4 separate regions of the Mus musculus genome follow, and all the other regions are linked to region 3. Evidence: chromatin contacts called from public Hi-C and HiChIP or PLAC-seq data. All regions are on one chromosome and are shown on one strand. Each heading gives the region's core, a stretch centred on a gene start, on an enhancer-like site or on the middle of the called end of the contact. The rest is flanking DNA. Distances are from core to core; before and after follow the strand shown. Region 1 has its middle 48 kb from the start of Tmem106b. Region 2 holds the start of Tmem106b (transmembrane protein 106B). Region 3 has its middle 65 kb from the start of Thsd7a. Region 4 has its middle 17 kb from the start of Tmem106b.

The links. A called contact is a pair of places that touch in the nucleus more often than the background predicts. HiChIP or PLAC-seq counts read pairs in DNA pulled down with a chosen protein or histone mark.
Region 1: a Hi-C map of the N1E-115 cell line shows a contact between it and region 3, with 4 times the contacts expected there. The contact joins two enhancer-like sites. A contact is called at or near these places in 1 of 15 datasets of contacts at CTCF or cohesin (the NIH/3T3 cell line) and 5 of 484 Hi-C or Micro-C datasets (3T3-L1-derived adipocytes, the HPC-7 cell line, the N1E-115 cell line and 1 more).
Region 2: a contact with region 3 is called in a FOXA1 HiChIP or PLAC-seq map of pancreatic cancer cells. The contact joins the promoter of Tmem106b here to the enhancer-like site in region 3. A contact is called at or near these places in 2 of 39 promoter capture datasets (the 3T3-L1 cell line and 3T3-L1-derived adipocytes), 2 of 484 Hi-C or Micro-C datasets (the AtT-20 cell line and embryonic fibroblasts) and 3 of 115 datasets of contacts at active chromatin or transcription factors (bone marrow-derived macrophages, embryonic stem cells and pancreatic cancer cells).
Region 4: a FOXA1 HiChIP or PLAC-seq map of pancreatic cancer cells shows a contact between it and region 3. The contact joins two enhancer-like sites. A contact is called at or near these places in 1 of 15 datasets of contacts at CTCF or cohesin (the NIH/3T3 cell line) and 2 of 115 datasets of contacts at active chromatin or transcription factors (embryonic stem cells and pancreatic cancer cells).

What each region holds. Positions count from the first base shown.
Region 1 is chr6:13,020,079-13,022,960 of GRCm38.p6, forward strand. No RefSeq gene overlaps it. Among named protein-coding and RNA genes, the nearest start is that of Tmem106b, 48 kb to the right of the region's middle. Within about 2 kb of position 1,608, at least 26 of the 459 cell types and tissues checked have an H3K27ac peak or open chromatin away from gene starts, as enhancers often do. A contact at or near this core is called in the N1E-115 cell line and the NIH/3T3 cell line, where this site is marked.
Region 2 is chr6:13,068,427-13,071,286 of GRCm38.p6, forward strand. It overlaps Tmem106b (transmembrane protein 106B), which reads left to right and starts at 1,333. Exons shown (of 9, transcript NM_027992.3): 1 at 1,333-1,534; 2 at 1,882-1,988.
Region 3 is chr6:12,812,772-12,815,581 of GRCm38.p6, forward strand. No RefSeq gene overlaps it. Among named protein-coding and RNA genes, the nearest start is that of Thsd7a, 65 kb to the left of the region's middle. Within about 2 kb of position 1,255, at least 48 of the 459 cell types and tissues checked have an H3K27ac peak or open chromatin away from gene starts, as enhancers often do. A contact at or near this core is called in the N1E-115 cell line, the NIH/3T3 cell line, embryonic fibroblasts and 2 more, where this site is marked.
Region 4 is chr6:13,051,094-13,053,793 of GRCm38.p6, forward strand. No RefSeq gene overlaps it. Among named protein-coding and RNA genes, the nearest start is that of Tmem106b, 17 kb to the right of the region's middle. Within about 2 kb of position 1,433, at least 58 of the 459 cell types and tissues checked have an H3K27ac peak or open chromatin away from gene starts, as enhancers often do. A contact at or near this core is called in the NIH/3T3 cell line and pancreatic cancer cells, where this site is marked.

The DNA.
Region 1 (2,882 bases), core at 358-2,857, 210 kb after region 3:
GCATTATCTACACTTCGAGTTCATGGTGGTGATGAAATGAGCCACCTCTTTAAGGCTCTTGAAACAGTAATTTTGTGACACACAATATGCAAGTGACATTATAAACCAATTATTCAATTGGCAGCTGTGGTAAAGCCGTCAGGAACTGACCAACAGGTAGCAAAATTACCTACAAAATTATTCTCTGGAATTTTTAAAAATATGAAAGCCATAGTTTCTACATCTGTAAATGAAAACAAAATATCTACTATTTCTGAGAACTGGAGAAATGGATCAGCAGAGAAGAGTTCTTACTACAGCTGTACAAGACCACAGTTTCTTTTGCAGCACAACAGAGGGCAGCTAGCCACTGTCATTAACTCCAGTTTCAGTATGTGTGTGCACATGTAAGTGTGAGTGTTTCTGGAGTGTAAAAGAGTGTATCAGGTGCCCTGAAAACACAGAAAGAAGGGGACGGGGGGGAGTGGGAAAGGGAGAAGGAGAGACAGAGACAGAGAATGAAAATAAATCTAAAACACATGTGTTTTTATTCTTTCATTGACTATACTTTCATTTAGACCCAATGCTTTGGAAATATAATATCTTCATAGCACTAAAATATTTTTTTTTGCTTGTTTTTGTGGATTTTTGCTCTCCTCTCTGCTTGCCTGATTTTCTAAGAATGTCTGACTACACTGCCCAGGCTGTGATTTTATCCTGCAGAGCCTCCTGAGTGCTGGGATTCTAAGTGTGTGCTCTCCCTCTTGGTTTTGTACTCTTACAAAGTTTATTACTAGCTCTGGTACTTCTATAAGTAAAATAAACTCTCCACATTCTAACGGTTATTATTTTAGCCATTTCTAAGCCTGTCCTGCACTGTCACATAAGCTGCATAACCCAGGTCCCTTTGTGTTCACATCTGAGGTGAAACAAGTCACAAAGAAAGCAACTTACCTACATTCATAGTTGAAACCCGTTATTTTGGAATCTTTCTAGAAAAGACATTCCCAACACAATACTTATTAAAATTCAGGTTTTCAGAGATACCGGAGTGCATTGCTAGGTTTTATTAAATATTTAATGCCACCTGGCATCTGGCCCTATTCTGCCTTCACCTTTTTCTGTCATGAAGAAAAGTTTTAAATGAATTGTCCTCATTAAACAAGAGAGGGTTCTCACCGAAGTTCTTGAATTTTCTGCCAGTTAATCTCCACAATCATTATTTTTAAGTTTCCAAACATATATTTCTTGCTTAAAAAACAAAGAGTGAGCATGTGGTCAGAAAGTAAAATAACTTATTCTCCAAGCATTTTAACGGGGAGTGTAATGTCAGGCCTGTAATGCTATTAAACAGAGGCCAGCGCCTGTTCACAGGGGATCTGCTCTGGGTGACGCAATCCATCATGCTGCCATTGTTTGACAGTCACAGAGGAGGAGGAAGACCTAAAAACAGCAGATGAACATTTTTTTACCAAATGCACAGCCATTTGCAGAAAACCCCATTCGGTGCATTTTCCCTGTGTCATTCCACATGTTAGAATAAAAGGGAGATTATTTTCCATAGTGATTATATCATCTGCAGTATGTGGTATTTCTGAAGTAGAGTGGGATGATGCACTAATGATTTGAATCCCGTCACTCTCCCTGCCTCTTCCTGTCTGAGTCAGTGCTCTGCTGCCAGACAAGTGTGTAGCTCAGATGATTGATAACAAAATCCACAACCTTTCACCTTCAAGTCACTGGTTTGAAATGAAGCTTGTTGAACAAGGGGAGACATTTCTTTCCATTGGCAGCTCATCACAAGCTGCATGGAATGAATGAGTGGTCTCTATGGCAGCTCATCACAAGCTGCATGGAATGAATGACTGGTCTCTGTTTGCTTACTGGACCTGAAATGATAGCTACTTGCACTAAGAAACACATTGTGCCATGAGTTGAGCCTCAGCTTTTATACTAATGTTCTACATACTGACTGTAAAGCTAAGACATGGAATTAGATCAACATTAGGCTGGAACTTTTCTGCATGAGACTAACTTATTTTTATTGTTTTCAATCATATATCATTAGTACTGTAGATATTTAATAATTAAGACAAAAATTGGTAACAAAAGTAAATATGATATTTAGTCTTCACCTTTTTAGTGCTCAAGACCTGGTATTAAACAATTGGAAATTCTAAAATTGTTATTAATTTTAACTTGAAAATTAATGTTTTAAAGGTAAATACAAATTTAATTTTTAATATTTTGTTTCATTTTATGTGTATGGATGTTTTGTCTACATGTAAGTCTACACACTGCACATGTGCAGTGCTTTCAGAGACCAGAAGAGGGAATCATAGCCTCTTGGACTGGAGTTACAAACCACTGTGAGTTGCCATATTGGTGCTGGGACTGGAACCTGGGTCCTCTGAAATGACAACTAGTACTCTTCCCTGCTGAGCCATCTTGCCAAACCCTGAGAAGGTATATTTTGAAGATAGTCTGAAATATATATCTTCATGTGCTCAAATGACATGGGTTCTAGTGGGTGAGTGGTTCAAAATAATTGTACAAATTGGGGTTCTACCTTCCCAAAAACAATTACAATACATAAGGTAGAAAAAGAAATAATTGTATAGATAGTTTAAATATATATGCTATTGGAAGTAGCCTCCTTTATTTAAAATATAAAGAAAATCTAAAAAAAGATTAGCATCAGCATCAGGACTACTGACAAACATTCCAATTGTCCTTTCTGTCAGGATCTCGAGTTCCATACTCCCAGGGGTTCGGCAGTTTCCTCGCTGCTGTGGTAAAATGGAGACCTGACAAAAAGGGCATGAGGGAGCAGAGACTTATTCTAACTCACAGTCTGGAAGTTGTGGAGCATCAGGGTGGGAAAAGATGGCAGTTTGAGGGTC
Region 2 (2,860 bases), core at 83-2,582, 260 kb after region 3:
TAAGCCAACCCCAAATAAATGTATTCTTTATAAGAGTTGCCATGGTCTACTTCGAAGCTATTGTTAACTCTATTGAAATCCTAAGAAACTGGTTACACACTGCACACAACTTTACTTTAGAATTCTCATTATAATTTAGGATGAATCTCACAGAGTGAAATTGCCGGACCTAAGGAGGTGAATGTTTTAAATAGTCTTAAAACATCCTGCTTATGTAGATGGAAAATACACAGCTCTCACCTCAAAAGGACAAAGAGTTTATTCTAAAGCCAATATGAGGAACCATGACCTGAAAACAAAGACTTGGGCTATTCCAAATACCAATGTCCCAATGTGATAACAATTTCATGAAACTTTTATATACATAGAAGATGGTCATAAATCAAAATACTTTCCAAATACATACAAGGCAGTTTAGAAGAGCGGGACAAAATTGGGAGCTCCTCGCCCAGTGCAGTTGCTTTTTTCCAGTAGAGAAGGAAAAAAAAAAAAAAAAAAAAGAAAAAGAAAAAAAAAAAAAAACACAATTAAGAGATGCTTACTTCCCAGTTATAACTCTGTTAATTTTCTAGGAATTTCACCAGAAACCCCATTTATAGGGAAGCTATTAAACTCCTTTAGCAACCGCATCTGTTCTTGCTTTCAATTTTATCTTATTATAATCCCATCCAGGAATCTTATGAGCCACTTAATACATCTTGATTATCAGGAAGACAGAAAAGAGGTCATAACAACCTTTGACTATAACACTGGCGAGCCACTAAAATGAGCCACTGTAGCCTCAACTCACTGTAAATTATGACTGGACAATGAGGTGCATGGATTGGGACACTCCTTTAACAACTCACTTGGTCATGAGCTTTGGGGTACAACTCTTATTGCATGCACTGAATAATGTGAATTTAAGTACAAAATCAAAACAAGATTAAACCAAGGCGGGGGCGGGGGTGCGTCTTCCCGGTGACATTAATTTCTAAATGAAAACTCAATAACAAAATTCTGGCCTGCAACTCTGCCAGAAATGTGCACCAACCGGCTCATTCTAACCCCAGGAAGGAAGTTTTGTGTCTGCAAATCTAGACTTGAGAACACGATCGCTCAAAATTGCGACGGTGCACATTCCTCCCCTTTACAAAAGGAATCAGCCTGGTGGAGGGGAAAAGGGAAAACCGATTATTCGTAAGCCAGGCGCAATTAGTACTATTTTGAAACTTTCCAGTCTAGAGAAGAGACAGGTGACAAAACCAGAAGCTTTCACCCTGGCAACTTCCCTTCAAACCGGTGACAGTGCGCATGCGTAGTGTCCATTCCAGGGCCTAGCCCCTCCTTCCTGGGGCGAACTGCGCAAGCGCACGCGCAGGCTCTCCCGGTACGGAGCTCAGCTGATGCAGTTGTTGTGCTACCCCTCCCCCGCAGCTCTCCCGGCTGCACTCTACCGGCGCTCGGCCCGGCCCCGGGACCGGGACGCTGTGACCCTGTCCTGCGGCCCGCACGCACCGGAGCATCCCGGGACCGCGCAGCACTCCGCGTGCGGGTGAGCGACCCGGGCCGTGGGGCCCACGTCCCCTGCCCGAGCGGTGAGGGAGGCCGCGGCGAGCCGGGTGCGGGGTTGTCACCGCGGGGGCCTTGGCTTCGCTCCCGGGGTGGCTCGGGCGGCGCCAGGGCCCTTGATCTGAGCGGCCGAGTAGCTCTGGGGCTTGACAGTTGTAGTTGCAAGGTGACTCGGATGTTGATTTCTTCCGGGGGTTTGTTTGCCTGTGATGCCCTTTGAAAAGCGCTCGTTTCCGTCTCCCTTGAGCCCCTCAGAACTAACCCCAGGTCTGCACACAAACAGGTGACACATCTCAGTTGCATGCGCTGCTGAATTTATCTTTTTCCCAGTTTCTAGAGCATCTGAGAACCGTGTTGAGTTCACAAGACCGCGGTATAAACATTGAGAGCCCGGGGAGGAGACGAAGGGGATCTACCACTCCCTTTAAAAACCTCAAGTAAGTTTCCAAAATGACAGGGGTTACACTTGTCAATAGCCTCAAGAAAAGCTAAGCAAGAAGGCTAGGATTCAAGTGACTGCTTAATCTGGTGTGTACCCAAACCCACCTTCAGCAGAATATGTCAAGGTTACTGTGGGTCTGAGTAAGGCAGCCAGCGGAGACCAGAACCACTTAGCTGTCCCTAGCCTTTTGCCATAAAGGCTCCCATTTGTGGGACACAGTTTTCACCCCTGTGATGACACCACGTGTTGTCTAGTGTCAGCTGATTCTAAACCACCCTGTGTACTCCAAAGCTTCCAAGGTCACAGTGTAAGGAGCCGGTACTGATTACAATTCACCCCTGTGCACCTGTGGCTGCCAAGTGTTGGCTTGGCTCTGACTCGCTGTCATTGAGCCACAGTAAGATACTGTGTGTGTGTAAGTCACAATCACTGATATTTCTGAGCTATGGTACACAGTGTGTACACAGAACTTCTGAAAGTATATTTATTCATTTTTTTTTACTCCTTTTCTATATGACTCAAGTTTTTAAATTTAATATTGCTGTCTACACAGTGAGTGAATTCAACAAGTAGCATTCAGATTTTGAAAAGCAGATATGAATTTCCTTCATCTGGGGTGACCTGAATCACTTAGTATCATTTTATTTTTTAATGAAAAATATTAAATTAAAAGTAGTATCTGTGATTGTGTAGTTCGTATTTTGAATCTGATAAGTGATGGATAACCGCAGGGAGAATGGAATTGTACCATTTAAAATTTTTGTTTGCTTTTTCTATTATTTTGTCTCTCAGAAAACCGGCATGTTGTATTATGTGGCTTTTCATGTTCTTTTCAGTCATGTACTTCTAGGGTTTTATTGACAACTA
Region 3 (2,810 bases), core at 5-2,504:
TAGTCATGCCATAGTAAGTCTGGAAACTTGTATACTAGAAAAATAAAAGTGCATTTGATATATTTCGTTAAAACAATCAGAAGGGCTTTGGGGTTTGTCTGAAGATTAAGTATTAAAGAAATTATGACATTATCAATGAAAGCAGATCAGTGCACCTTGGAAATGGCAATTCAGAAAAGTCATTGAAGTCAACAAGGATAAGAAAAACAGAAATGGGCTGGAGAGATAGTTCAGCAGTTAAGAGCACTGACTGTTCTTCCAGAGGTTCTGAGTTTAATTCCCAGCAACTCACGATCATCTGTAATAGGATCCATTGCCCTTTTCTTGTATATCTAAGTGTACTCAAAAATAAATAAATAATTATTTAAACAGCAGCAAAAGGAAACAAGAACTAAAAAGACTGCTTGATAGGTAAGAATGTTTGTTGCATAACCATGAGGATCAGGAGTTTCATCCCAACATTCTTGTAATGACTGGTTCAGTGCATGTATGTAGCTATGCAACCATGTAACCCAGCATTGAGTGACATAGAGACAGAAGGCTCATCAGGGATTGTTGCTTATGAGCTGAGCCTCCAGCAAAATAGTTCCAGGCCCCTAAGAAATAAGGTAGAAAGTAAAAAGTAGGACAGTCCACTCATTCCTCTGGCCTTCATGCATATACATGTACACATAAACTTTACACACATACTCACATATACTTACACACATGGGAAAAAAAAAAAAAAGAAGAGAACCAAAATCAAGTATGCCCACTGCTGGAACCTGCCTCTTTGCTGTTCGGAGCAATGCACGTAGTCACCCTGCTATTGGACCCCAAGATTAATTGGCGGGAATCGGGCCCCTTCCCCTGCTTCATAACTGTGTGTGGAACAGTAAAATTGAGCTTTGATCAGAATGCCTGTCTTAGCTGCATTTCTTTCTCTCACCTCCTAGCCCCTCTTCTCTTCCAGGTTTCCAAAATGCCTTTCTATGCCAGAACCCAGGCTGTGATCTGCTGGCCGGACACAACACATATCGAAAGGAAATAAAACTTGAGACCTGTGATTCATGTAATGTATGTCAAATAGCCCAGGCATGCCCGAGTCCATCTTGAAGCTAGGTTACCCAGTTGTAAAGATAAGGGAAGGAATGCAGGAACTGGTTCTGACTATTTTGGCTGACTCATTGACCATCTGGCAGCCCAGCACCTCCTGCTCACCCCCCACCCCTTTTTATAGAGAGCATAGTTAAAAGCTGAAACATTAACCAGATGCATTGTCAACTCAGATAAGCCCCTGACTTTAGAATCCTTATACGCCCAGGCCTGCACGTACTATTCTGCTGACTCATAATCATGTTGCTGATGTTTGAATGGGCCAATCGTATGTAACCATGCCAATTCTTCCTAGCCTGTAATCCCTACCCTATAAAAACCCCGAGTTTTTGAGTCTCAGGGGCAATTCCTCTGTCTTCTGCGTGAGATATGTATTAACCCGGAGCTCCGCCATTAAAGCTACCTCGTGCTTTTGCAACAAGGAGGTCTCTCGTGTTTCTTTGGATAACCCTGCGCCTCGAGACTTGAGTGGGGGGGGGCTCCTTCTTGGGGTCCTACAATATTACTGAAGTTAGCAATGCAAAACAAACATTTAAATGCTGATCTAAGAAGTTCTAAAAGTGGTACAACTAAAGCTATGAAAGATATCGTGGCTAACATAGAGGATTAGAATTTATCAAAAAGAACAAAGCTTTGAAACTATGCAAGTTGATATGATCTACCAATGAGAAAATACATACAAAAAGAAAAGTAATGCAGCCTTGAATAGTTCCATATCCAAAAAATTTAAGAAAATCCAAAGTTTGGAAATAAAAAGAACAGAAATTACCAAACATTATTTACCCTAAATAATTCATGAAGTCTTAGAGTAGTAGCACGGACATAATGTGGAAGAGTAAGTAGCTGTGCATTCCCCTGTGCTATCACTGCATTACAAAAGTATCCAATGAAGTATAAAAAGAAAGATTGGGAAGTATGTATATGTATATTTTCCATATTGTTATATTTTGAATCAGACATTGTGATTAAAAAAGCAAAACATTTCTCATTTTTCCCAAGAAAAAGCTGAACCAGATGACTGAATAATTCTGGTAGAATTAAACTAGAGATTTAATTCTGCATGCACATCACCATGGCCGGCAACCTTTACAAAAGGACCACACCAGGACTGGGAATGAAAGATAAGAAATACGAGTTTAGCTGGAGAGGTGTGCATCTCTCTTCTAAATGAGGAAAAGGTTACCTAAGCCTGAAGTATGACTGTGAGCTGTGAAGATTAAGTTGGTCTCTGCATTGCTGAGATTTAGCTTCACAATACTAGGCTGAAACTGGAGAGGGAGGGTGCTGATGGGTGTGCTTCCTGGGAAACACGGAATCCGCACAGTTCTTACCTCACAGACAATAAGAAAGTCATCACCATGAAATCACGTGACAATACAGTATCAGCAGAACAAGGGCATTAAGGCCCTGATCTGGAAGATCCAGTGCACAGACACTTTGGAAGCTGAAGTTTTAGAATAATTAAAAGAAATGTTGCAATACAAGAATATTAAGAAAGTGCTAAGTATGCTAGTCAATCTAAATAAATTAATTGTACTGTGTGAATGACTGACAATTAATAATTAGAAAGAACACTTGTTTCAAGAAGTGGGGGCACTGGCAGGGATAAATAGTGCCATAACAAGTCTGTGGTAAGTTTTGGTCTGTTGCTATGTATTGTAATGCTAAATACTGGCTCCCAAGGTCTGATAGCCCCAGGGACAAAGGAATCTGCA
Region 4 (2,700 bases), core at 183-2,682, 240 kb after region 3:
ATCCACAGGGCTCTTCCTAAGTTCCAGGTTGAGGATATGTTGATTCTCCACCTCTGAAGCATTACTATGCCTCTGTTTGATGTTCTTTTCCAAAGAAGCACGTGTCAGGCTCCTCTGTTTCATCAGCTCTCTACTGAAGTACCAGTGAAGAACCTCACAAGAATTCACATAAATTAATAATGTACTCATCTTTCTTTTATTTTTTGCCCTGACTCTCATTGTTCTGTTGAGCTTGCTACTGTTTGACATTTTTAGGGCAGTCCTCTGTTTTAACCAGTTTGCCTGCATTCCCAGATGTGTAAGCTGAGTGGAGTCAAGACCCACCCCTGCTTATGTTTATTTTCCTTTAGTCTAGAGCAGCCCTTAACACAGAGATAATGCTCAATACCATTTGATAAGTGAACAAATGGAAACACTTTGGATTAATTCTTAAGCTCCACCCACTGATTGGCATGAAACAATGAAAGCTAAATACTTATAATAGCAAATTTTATTCCAAATTATGCTTAAAATATTTCTTTAGATTCTAACTACCTATTGGATAGTCTTGAATTCCCTGTCCAATTCTGCTTTCTCCTGTAAACAAAGGTGTTTAAGGATGAGAATAATAAAAAGGGAGTTGTATATTATTTTTTGAAATTTAGTATGTATTTTTCCCAGAACTGTCTCTAGACCATAAAATATTGAATAGAAACTCAAGTTAACTCTGGATTTGAATGAACGAGGACTTGAGTTAGGATCATGGAAAGGCCTGCCCTGGAGTGTGGGGGGGTGTACTTTGTCCAATTCCACCAAAGAAGCTTCTGTTTCCTTTTCCAGCTGGTATCAATTGTAAATAGCTTTGTGGCTAAGGTACAACTTCGTGCTCACTACTCTATGGGATTTTGTCTGGTTTGAACCTGTGCAGAGCTGATGCATGCTATGTCACAGTCTCTCTGAATTCATCCATATGTGCTTTGGCCATGTTGGATTGGAGTCACCCATCACTTTTGGTTCTTTGGCTCCTTCTGTCTCCTGTTCCACATAAAGCCCTGAGCCTCGAAGGGAGGGGTTTTATAGGACATCCCATTTAGGGCTGAGCACTCCAAAGTCTCTCACTGTACAATGTCTAGCTGCAACTCTGCGTTAATTACCATCTACTTCAAGAAGAAGCTTCCTCATGAAACGGAATCAGGAAACTTACTGCTATAGTTCTCATAGATTCCTGACCAAAAACGAAACAAAAACAAAAACAAAAAGAACAACAATACCCCTCCAAGATGTCTTTACAGAATGTACTTTGAATGGTTCTTCCAGCCAAATTCTGGAAATAGAAATAGAAATGACGAAATAGGTAGAACCTTCCTGACACACGTTGTTTATCCAAGGCTTGTTTTTCTGCCTGCATGCTCTAGTTATTTATTACATACTAATGCCTGATCTCTTGTGAAAGTCTCACCTTGTTGGAATGTCAAAGCTAGAAGTGATCTCTGTAATTTTCCATTAGTCATTGGGTAGTCCACTCTAGAAAGAGATTACATCTCTTGGTTTGCTTGCTTGGCTGGTGCCAAAGTCTGTTAAATGTTCTCTATGTATTGTTTACTTTAGTATTTGTGACTCAAAGTAGTTCTGCCAAGTACTCCATGAGTTCTACAAAATATGTCAGTAGAAATGAGTCAGCTGATATCACAGGAATAATTATATTAAACAAAAAATTCAAAAAAAAGCCATAGAAATGTAGAAAAATGCACTTCCAAGTAGGCAATTAATTCAATAATAAAATAAAGAACTGGTGACCTATTGGGTCCATGACATTAGCTAGGAAAGATGATTAATCAGTAAAAGAAGTGGGGGAGAGCACAGTCGGAAGATAATGAGCACATTCCAAGCCTAAAATGGAACAGAAATGAACTGCAGTGCCAAGAACAGTACACTGAGAAGAGCAGAATACTAGATCTGGTCATTGCTAGCGTTGCCAGCTGTGTGCTTTCCTTGTCCAAGGCATGAGGACCCTGATGCATACATACCCTTCCTAGTGAGCACTCTGGCCTATAACCCAGGGTAAGATCCCAGGGGGAAAGCTGCAGTAAATTTCATCAGCTGTCCAGAAAGGCACACTTCTGTGGCACTATCCCTGCAACTCTGTGCAACAGGAATCTCATCCCTCTACTCCTGTATTCTGCAGGATCTTCTAAGTCCTTTTTCAGACTAAGATTTGCATGGCATGTTGCTTTATCATCCATACCAGATTTAAAACTACTACAAACTCTATCTGTTCTCTGTAATCAGTGTGAACTTATTTTCTGTTCCTAAATTCTGTATGTTATAGAAATGCCTGTTTTCCCTCAGTACCCTTGCTCTAGCAGAGCTTAAAAGCGGTTTAGAAAGTGGATAATCATAAAAGAAGATCTACACACTAATTTTCATGATATTAACTACATATATTGGATTATGTGGTTCTTCATAATTATCATCAGATCAGGTATACAAGAAAAATGCATCTATTTAAACATCACCACCATCAACTCTTCTCATTACTCATCTCTTTACCTTAATTTACTTTTCAAAAAGGTCATTTCTTTCAGGTTTAAAGTATGTAATATTAATATTTATTTCAAACTCAGTATATTAGGTATGGTTTTTATGCCAGTAATCTTAGCACTTGAGACCTGTGTTATGAGGATAATAAAGTAGAGGCCAACCTGTGTTACATATCAAGTC